2 separate regions of the Rattus norvegicus genome follow, and region 2 is linked to region 1. The links are chromatin contacts, called in public Hi-C maps. All regions are on one chromosome and are shown on one strand. The core of a region is the stretch at or near the end of the contact, and the rest is flanking DNA. Distances in the headings are between cores, read along the strand shown. Region 1 holds the start of Crebbp (CREB binding protein). Region 2 holds the start of Trap1 (TNF receptor-associated protein 1).

What was found. Hi-C and Micro-C count contacts between places; a contact is called where the count stands out from the background.
Region 2: a contact with region 1 is called in a Hi-C map of liver, with 3 times the contacts expected there. The contact joins the promoter of Trap1 here to the promoter of Crebbp in region 1. A contact is called at or near these places in 7 of 12 Hi-C or Micro-C datasets (frontal cortex, hepatocytes, kidney and 4 more) and 1 of 1 datasets of contacts at active chromatin or transcription factors (oligodendrocytes).

The regions. Positions count from the first base shown.
Region 1 is chr10:11,840,827-11,844,239 of GRCr8, forward strand. It overlaps Crebbp (CREB binding protein), which reads left to right and starts at 1,514. Exons shown (of 31, transcript NM_133381.4): 1 at 1,514-1,621. The coding sequence starts at 1,537.
Region 2 is chr10:11,969,382-11,972,794 of GRCr8, forward strand. It overlaps Trap1 (TNF receptor-associated protein 1), which reads left to right and starts at 1,878. Exons shown (of 18, transcript NM_001039001.1): 1 at 1,878-1,983. The coding sequence starts at 1,896.

The DNA.
Region 1 (3,413 bases), core at 264-2,763:
AGGTAGAGCCGACAGCTTCTTCCTTCAGGTGACAGCGTTGGACCTGGCTCCAATCGTTTTGGGCTTGGGAGTGGACACTAAAAAGCCTCGCAGTGCCCTTGCTAAACTTGGGGAGAACAAGGGGTGGACTCTTGTCCAGTCATATTCTCCCTGGTGATCTCGGAAAAAAGTTGCTTTTCCCCCTTCCTGCCTCAGTTTCCCTATCTGCACACAGAGCTGAGGACCTTCTGTAACCTGCAGGCGCCACTAAGCCATCACTAACAGGGCGAGGGGAAGAGGCGCAGGTTGCTCAGGCGTCTTCCCAGTCCGATGTCACACTGGAGGCTTGCGAGCTAGGAGGCGAGGAGCCAGCTGCGAAGAGGGAGAGCTGCCGGGGCAGGACCGGACGGGCAGGGCCCGGATCAGCGCCGACTCCGCGCCCAGGGGCCTAGGCTCGAGCCCAGGGCGCCCTCCCCGCTCGTGCCGCCTTTCTGACACCGTCAGAACAAAAGTGGCCGTCTGCTTTGCGCCCTTCGCGTCCCGCAGGCCCGGCCCAGCGCCTCAGCCCGTCGCCTCACGCACTGCCGCCGCGCCTTCGACCCTTCCACCCGAGCGCACTCGGCTCTTTCCGCCGCGGCCGGCGCAGGTGGAGGGGGCGGGGCGGGGGCCGTGCGTGGTGACGCCGCGGGGGGTGACGTACAGGCGTGCCCCGCCCCCTCCCCCTCCCCGTTCAGGCTCTGGAAAGAGAAGAAAAAAAACTTTCTTTTTTTTTTAATTGAGGAATCAACAGCCGCCATCTTGTCGCGGATCCGACCGGGGCTTCGAGCGCGATCTACTCGGCCCCGCCGGTCCCGGGCCCCACAACCGCCCGCGCACCCCGCTCTGCCTGGCCGGCCCGCTCCGCCCGGCCCTCGGCGCCCGCCCCGGCGGCCCCGCTCGCCTCTCGTCTCGGCCTCCCGGAGCCCGGCGGCGGCCGCGGCGGCGGCGGCGGCCGCGGCGGCGGCGGCACGGGGTGGGGGGGCCGCGGCGCGGCGGCGGCCCCGCTCGGCGCATTGTTTTTCCTCACGGCGGCGGCGGGCCGCGGGCGGGCGGCGGAGCCCAGAGCCCCCCGGTCGTCCGGCCGCGGGCGAATTCATTAAGTGGGGCGCGCGCGGTGGGGGGGCAGCGAGGCGGCGGCGGCGGTACCACCATGTTCCCGGGCGCCGCCTGAGCCGCGGGGCCGGGCGCCGTCGCTGCCAGCCGGGCCCGCGGAGGCGGCCGGGCCGCTTGGGTGCCCGGGCCGCGGAGTGTCGCGCTCGGGAGGCGGGCAGGGGATGAGGGGGCCGCGGCCGGCGGCGGCGGCGGCGGCCGGGGGCGGGCGGTGAGCGCTGCGGGGCGCTGTTGCTGAGGCTGAGATTTGGCCGCCGCCTCCCCCACCCGGCCTGCGCCCTCCGCGGCCCGGCCCGCGCTCCTGCGCTCGCTCTTCGCTGGCTAGCCTGCTCGCTGCCGCCGGCCCGACCCCCGTCCGGGCCGCGTCGCGCCGCCCGCGCTTAGGGCTGTTTCCGCGAGCAGGTGAAGATGGCCGAGAACTTGCTGGACGGACCGCCCAACCCCAAACGAGCCAAACTCAGCTCGCCCGGCTTCTCCGCGAATGACAGCACAGGTGAGGTTGGCCAGGCTCGCTGTCAAGAATCCGCCGTGGGGAGGGAGCTGAGGGTCGCAGTGGCGGGAGACTCTGTCCCGGGCCTTGGATGCGCTTCCCTGCTGGGGAGGAAAAGTGAAGCGGGGGCGCGGCCGAGTGTCCGCACGCGTGGCCGGCCAGGATGACAGCGGAGGGGACCTTGGAGGTTTGGAGTGAGAGAATGCGACCAGAGGTAATGAAAGCTTTCAGGATCGGAACCCCACTCTAGGCGCTGCAGTCGCGGACACAGCTGCTGCCTTCTTACGAGTTGCGACTGAGAAGTTTCTTGGAATGTGTTGCTTGGGAAAACGCTTAGTGGTTATTTAGAAACTCTTGATTTTTTTTTTTTTGATCACCTAGTATTTTTTTTTTCAAAACCCCAAACCTCACTTGCGAGTTGTCATCAAAGTTGCTGTGGTGTCTTTCATTTACATACGTAACCTTAAAAAGAAGCTAGCAGGCTTTTAAAAGTCCATTTGGCCTCAGTCTGCCTTTGAGGTTGAGATGGTTTTACAGTGAAGATGTAAAATTAAAAAAATTAAGGACTTTAAATCTTTCAGGGAAAAAGAAAAAAGCGAGATACTCTTAAATCTTTTCCCCGACTCACTAAATAGCTTCCTTTCAAACTTTCTTAGGTGATCGTATCAGGTCGCCAAGAGTTTTCTGTTCGTTCAGTAATTCAGAGTTCTCTGGATAGCTCTATGATAACCTTGCCAATGATTCGAATTTCCTCTTTTAAGCTCTTCTTCCAAATTAAAAAAAGAAAAAGAAAAAAAAACTTGTACGCTGCTGCAAACAATGCCGGCTTAGCGCAGCTAGCATTTCTCTAGTACGTACTTGTAGCGGCATCTGAAAACCAGTTTCTGATGAATGGGTCGAAATCAAATTACATTGCTGCCTGCAGATTGGCGCTAGACACAGATGTTCAAGTTGTGGAACTTTATGCGACTTTATATAAGAATATTAAAAATATTTCTACTGTGAAACAAAGCTTCGATTTCATGGCTTCAGTTTGAATAGTATTCCTGGAATCCAGTCATGAAAGGAGACGGGTAACATTGGTTAATGTAGAAATGAGAGGGGAGTGTTCTCCCTCCTCCATCACTTTTCAGAAGATTTTTGTTGACTTAAAACTTGTTGAGCAGTAGGAAGGAGTAAATAAGTGAACGATTCATAGGTAGGTAGGGAAAAGCCACTGATGGTGCTTTTACTTTTAAATGACAAGTTGAGTTTGATGTTTATTTTCATAAAGATCTTAACTTATTGATGAGAATTGTGGAAACGGTGGTTAAGTACACTTCTACAGAATAGAGCTGGCTCCCTTGCTTTAGTAATCTTGCTATGCTTGAGCCAGAAGACTGTAATCATGTGAAATGTAGATCATACCAGACAAGTTTCGTCCTGAAGTTTATCCTCTGACACTGGTAACTTGAAGACTTTACAGCTTTGCTGTTACAGAGTGAGGTTGTTGTAGATTTTTTTCTTAAAGTGGGGCAAATTAATAAGACCATAAAAAGGCCTGTAGTATCTTATAAATCCAGAAGTTTACAAGATGGAACCCAAAAGATGGCTTCTCCTCCTCTTCTTCCTCCTCTTCCTCCTCCTCTTCTTCCTCCTCTTCTTCCTCCTCCTCTTCTTCTTCTTCTCTCTCCTTCTCCTCCTCTTTTTTATTTATTTATTTTTTTTTTTGCACAGCTTCTCTAACTGGACCGTCGGATATTAATGTGTTGCTAACCAGAGCAGAACTTATCAGAAAGGATCTTCTGCACTTAAG
Region 2 (3,413 bases), core at 628-3,127, 130 kb after region 1:
ATGGGCCACTAACAACAAGAAGGTGACTTTCCATGCTCCTTCCTGGAGTGAGCATTGAAGAAGTATTACAAGTTCCAAATCTGGGAAGTGGAACCAGGCAGGTGAAGGGGCAGATGCCAAGAGGTATCTGAAGTGGACCACTGTTTGGAGTTTGTACTAGAGTGTACCGATGACCCTTGGAATTCCCAGGAATGTCATCTCCTGTTCTGGCCCTTGGTAACACATGGTTTCCAAACTGACCAGACCACAGGAGGGCCTAGAGTTGGTTTCCCTGGAACGTAATGAAGTATACTAGACAGACCCTACATCCCCATCCTTAAAGCCCGGATATCCCTTTCTTTGCTAAATGCCACATCACCTTTCCCATTTTTTTTTTTTCTTTTCTGGAGCTGAGGACTGAACACAGGGCCTTGCGCTTGCTAGGCAAGCGCTCTACCACTGAGCTAAATCCCCAACCCCTCACATCACCTTTCTAAATGTTCTACAGATGTGTGTCACCTCTGATTGAAGAGATGATTCCAGGATGGAGAGTTAAAAGAATGAAACATGAAGCCTCTAGGAGTAGTGTCCAGGGAAGCTATTCTGTGTGGTAACCCGACTGGGACTCAGGCAGATTGGAGGAGGTAGTACGGAGCCTGCAGGCAGACAGAAGCTAGAACTTAAGGATCTAAGAATGAACATAGAAAAACTCTAGGGAGTGAGGGTGAGGCTGGTTGTGGAGGATGTGGGCCTAACAGGAGCAGAACCGGCTGAGGGTTTGGGGCTAGTAATTGTGAGGTGTTGCGGTACTCAGTGAAAGATGTCTCCCACAGCTGCTCTCCACCTTAAATTTTGGAACGGTCTTTCACTGAACATGGGACTAGCAAATTTAGATTGGTTGGCTAGCAAGTCCCAAGGATTCTCTTGTCTCTGTCTTCCCAGCACTAAGATTACAGGCACACAGTGCCCTGTCAATTTCTTAGGGATGTCAGGGCAACAGGCACTTTAAATACAGAGCCATCTGTCTGGCCTCCTAGATCTGCCCATTCTTTTCTATTTTCCATCTATAGAGTCAAGCATGTGGGAGCTATCTTTGACACATTCAACCTAGAACCATAACTAAACATGCCCTCTACCAAAGTTTGAAGGCTCTTCAGGATCCAGGGATTAACCGCTCCTGCAATAGGAACTAGTGTCTGATAACAAGCTAGACAACCGCGTTAATGTTTTTGTAAAATTTGATCATTGGAAAATGTATCTGGCGTGTGTCAATCAAGCGAGAACCTGTCGCTTGGTCTTATCTGAGATTAGGACGGTGATAAGCAATCTGCTTAGGAAGCAGCTGGAGTTTGGATCAAACGTTAGAGACCAGGCCTGAATCCAAAAAAAAAAAAAAAAAAACAACTTCCACTAGGGAGAAAGTCACAGTAAACCGGCAAGTCCAGAGGTGTTGGTTGCTGAGTTCACGTTTTGGCGAATAACAGTCAAACCTAAAATTTCTTTGTCAGTGTAGGTTTTGGCATTGCTGCTGTTTTCCAATGACCCAAACACATAGAAATACATGAGTAGGTAGGTCCGCGCATCCACAGTCCAGCCTGAGTAGTGACATCTTGAGAATGGGATGCTCCTGCCCAGGGACAGCCTGCAGCCGCCGGCCGGGGACACTAGAACCATCACACACTCCAGGCAAGGGGTCAGCGTCCTTGTCATTGAGATCCAAGGTCAAAAAGTACGGTCTTTTGGCTCTCCCGCGCAGCAGTTTGCTGCGTTCGTGTTCTCGCACAGGCATCGCGTTGGACAGGCCGGCGCCTCCGTGACGTCACAACCCGGCGCGCGCGATGACGTCATTGAGCCGCCCCTGCGGAAGGCCCCCTCGCCACTCTTGTTGGCTGTTCGTGGTTCTAAGGAACAGAAGCATGGCGCGAGAGCTGCGAGCTCTGCTGCTGTGGGGCCGCGGGCTGCAGTCTGCACTGAGGGCTCCCGCGCTGGCGGGAGTCCGGCGAGGTGAGCGCGGCACGAGAGCGCAAAGAAGGGAGGCCTCACTGCTCGGGGACTGCTACGTTGGGCGGGAAGTAGGAAGAAGCGGTCGTTTCTAGCGAGCGGAATCGTGCTCTGATCAGTCCCTGATATTCCTGATTGCAGGAGCTCCCGGGCTTGGGTTGACTCGTTCGTTGCATGCGGCTGTGCACACTCTCAGCTCTTGCAGAGGTCAAGCCCTGGGGTAACTACGGTGAACAAAACCAACGGTCACCCGGACTTCAGGAAGCCAATGAACTCCGGGTGTTCGATCTACAACTATTTTTTACATAAAAGGGCCCAAGTCAAGTATGAGTTGTGCTAAAGAATCTTAACGTTTCTAGCATTCCTTACACAAATTTTTTGTTACGCATATACAGGTACACTAGCTTTCTAATGGCTTCGAAGTTCTGTCGCTCTCATCCACCACTAAATGTTCTGTTGGCCACAAAAATCGTTAACAGCGTTTCACAGATTTGAGTGAGCGATTACTTAAGTCTTTAGGAACATGTTTTCGGCCTTTTTATTTCAGTATTAACTAATTTGCCAAATTTCACCTCAATTTTTTTATTGAGTATGGGGAGAGAGACAGGATTTCACTATGTTGTTCTGCCTGGCCTGGAACTTGCTACAATAGACCAGGCTGGTCACAAACTCAGAGATTCATCTGCCTCCCAGAATGTTGGCATTAAAGTTGTGTGCTACTGCGCCTGGTGCCCAAAAAAAACCTTTTTTTTTTTTTTTTTGTCTATATCCTCAATAGCAAAACTGATTGTCTCATAGTATCTCCTCTAACATTTAAGTGTGTCTTTAAAACAAAACACCAAAAAGAGAGTTCCCAAAGGCAGTTTGTGCTTGGCTTGCATAGGTCCTGAATTGGTCCCCAGTACCACTGAAAATACTAAAAAAAGAGCCCGGTGTAGAAGACATCTCTTGTGAACAGTCAGAGAGACTGGTTTACTTGACGGTGGATCAGTTTCTTCTCTATGCTTTCCTTTTTTTTTTTTTTTTTTTTTTTTTGGGGGGGGGGTGTTCTTTTTTTTTCCGGAGCTGGGGACCGAACCCAGGGCCTTGCGCTTCCTAGGCAAGCGCTCTACCACTGAGCTAAATCCCCAACCCCTATGATTTCCTTTTTGTGCCTGTGCGTCATGTTCTGCAAATGCCTTCTCAGCCTTGGCAAGTTTGCTCAGTCTGTTCCGAAAGGCTAACTCTGGAGCCTCCCTCCAGCTGTGTATTTGCAACATTGGTGCTCCTTTTCACTGTCTCGGGGATTTGTTTTTTTCCCCCCAGCAGAGTAGTGGCACTAATTCTCCATGGGTCTTAGGTGGAGAAAATACATACACAGTATCCGTTTCCTATTGGGGAGTTAGCCACTTCATTAAAGCTCTGATTTCAGCTTCCTTGTCTTGGCTCCTCCT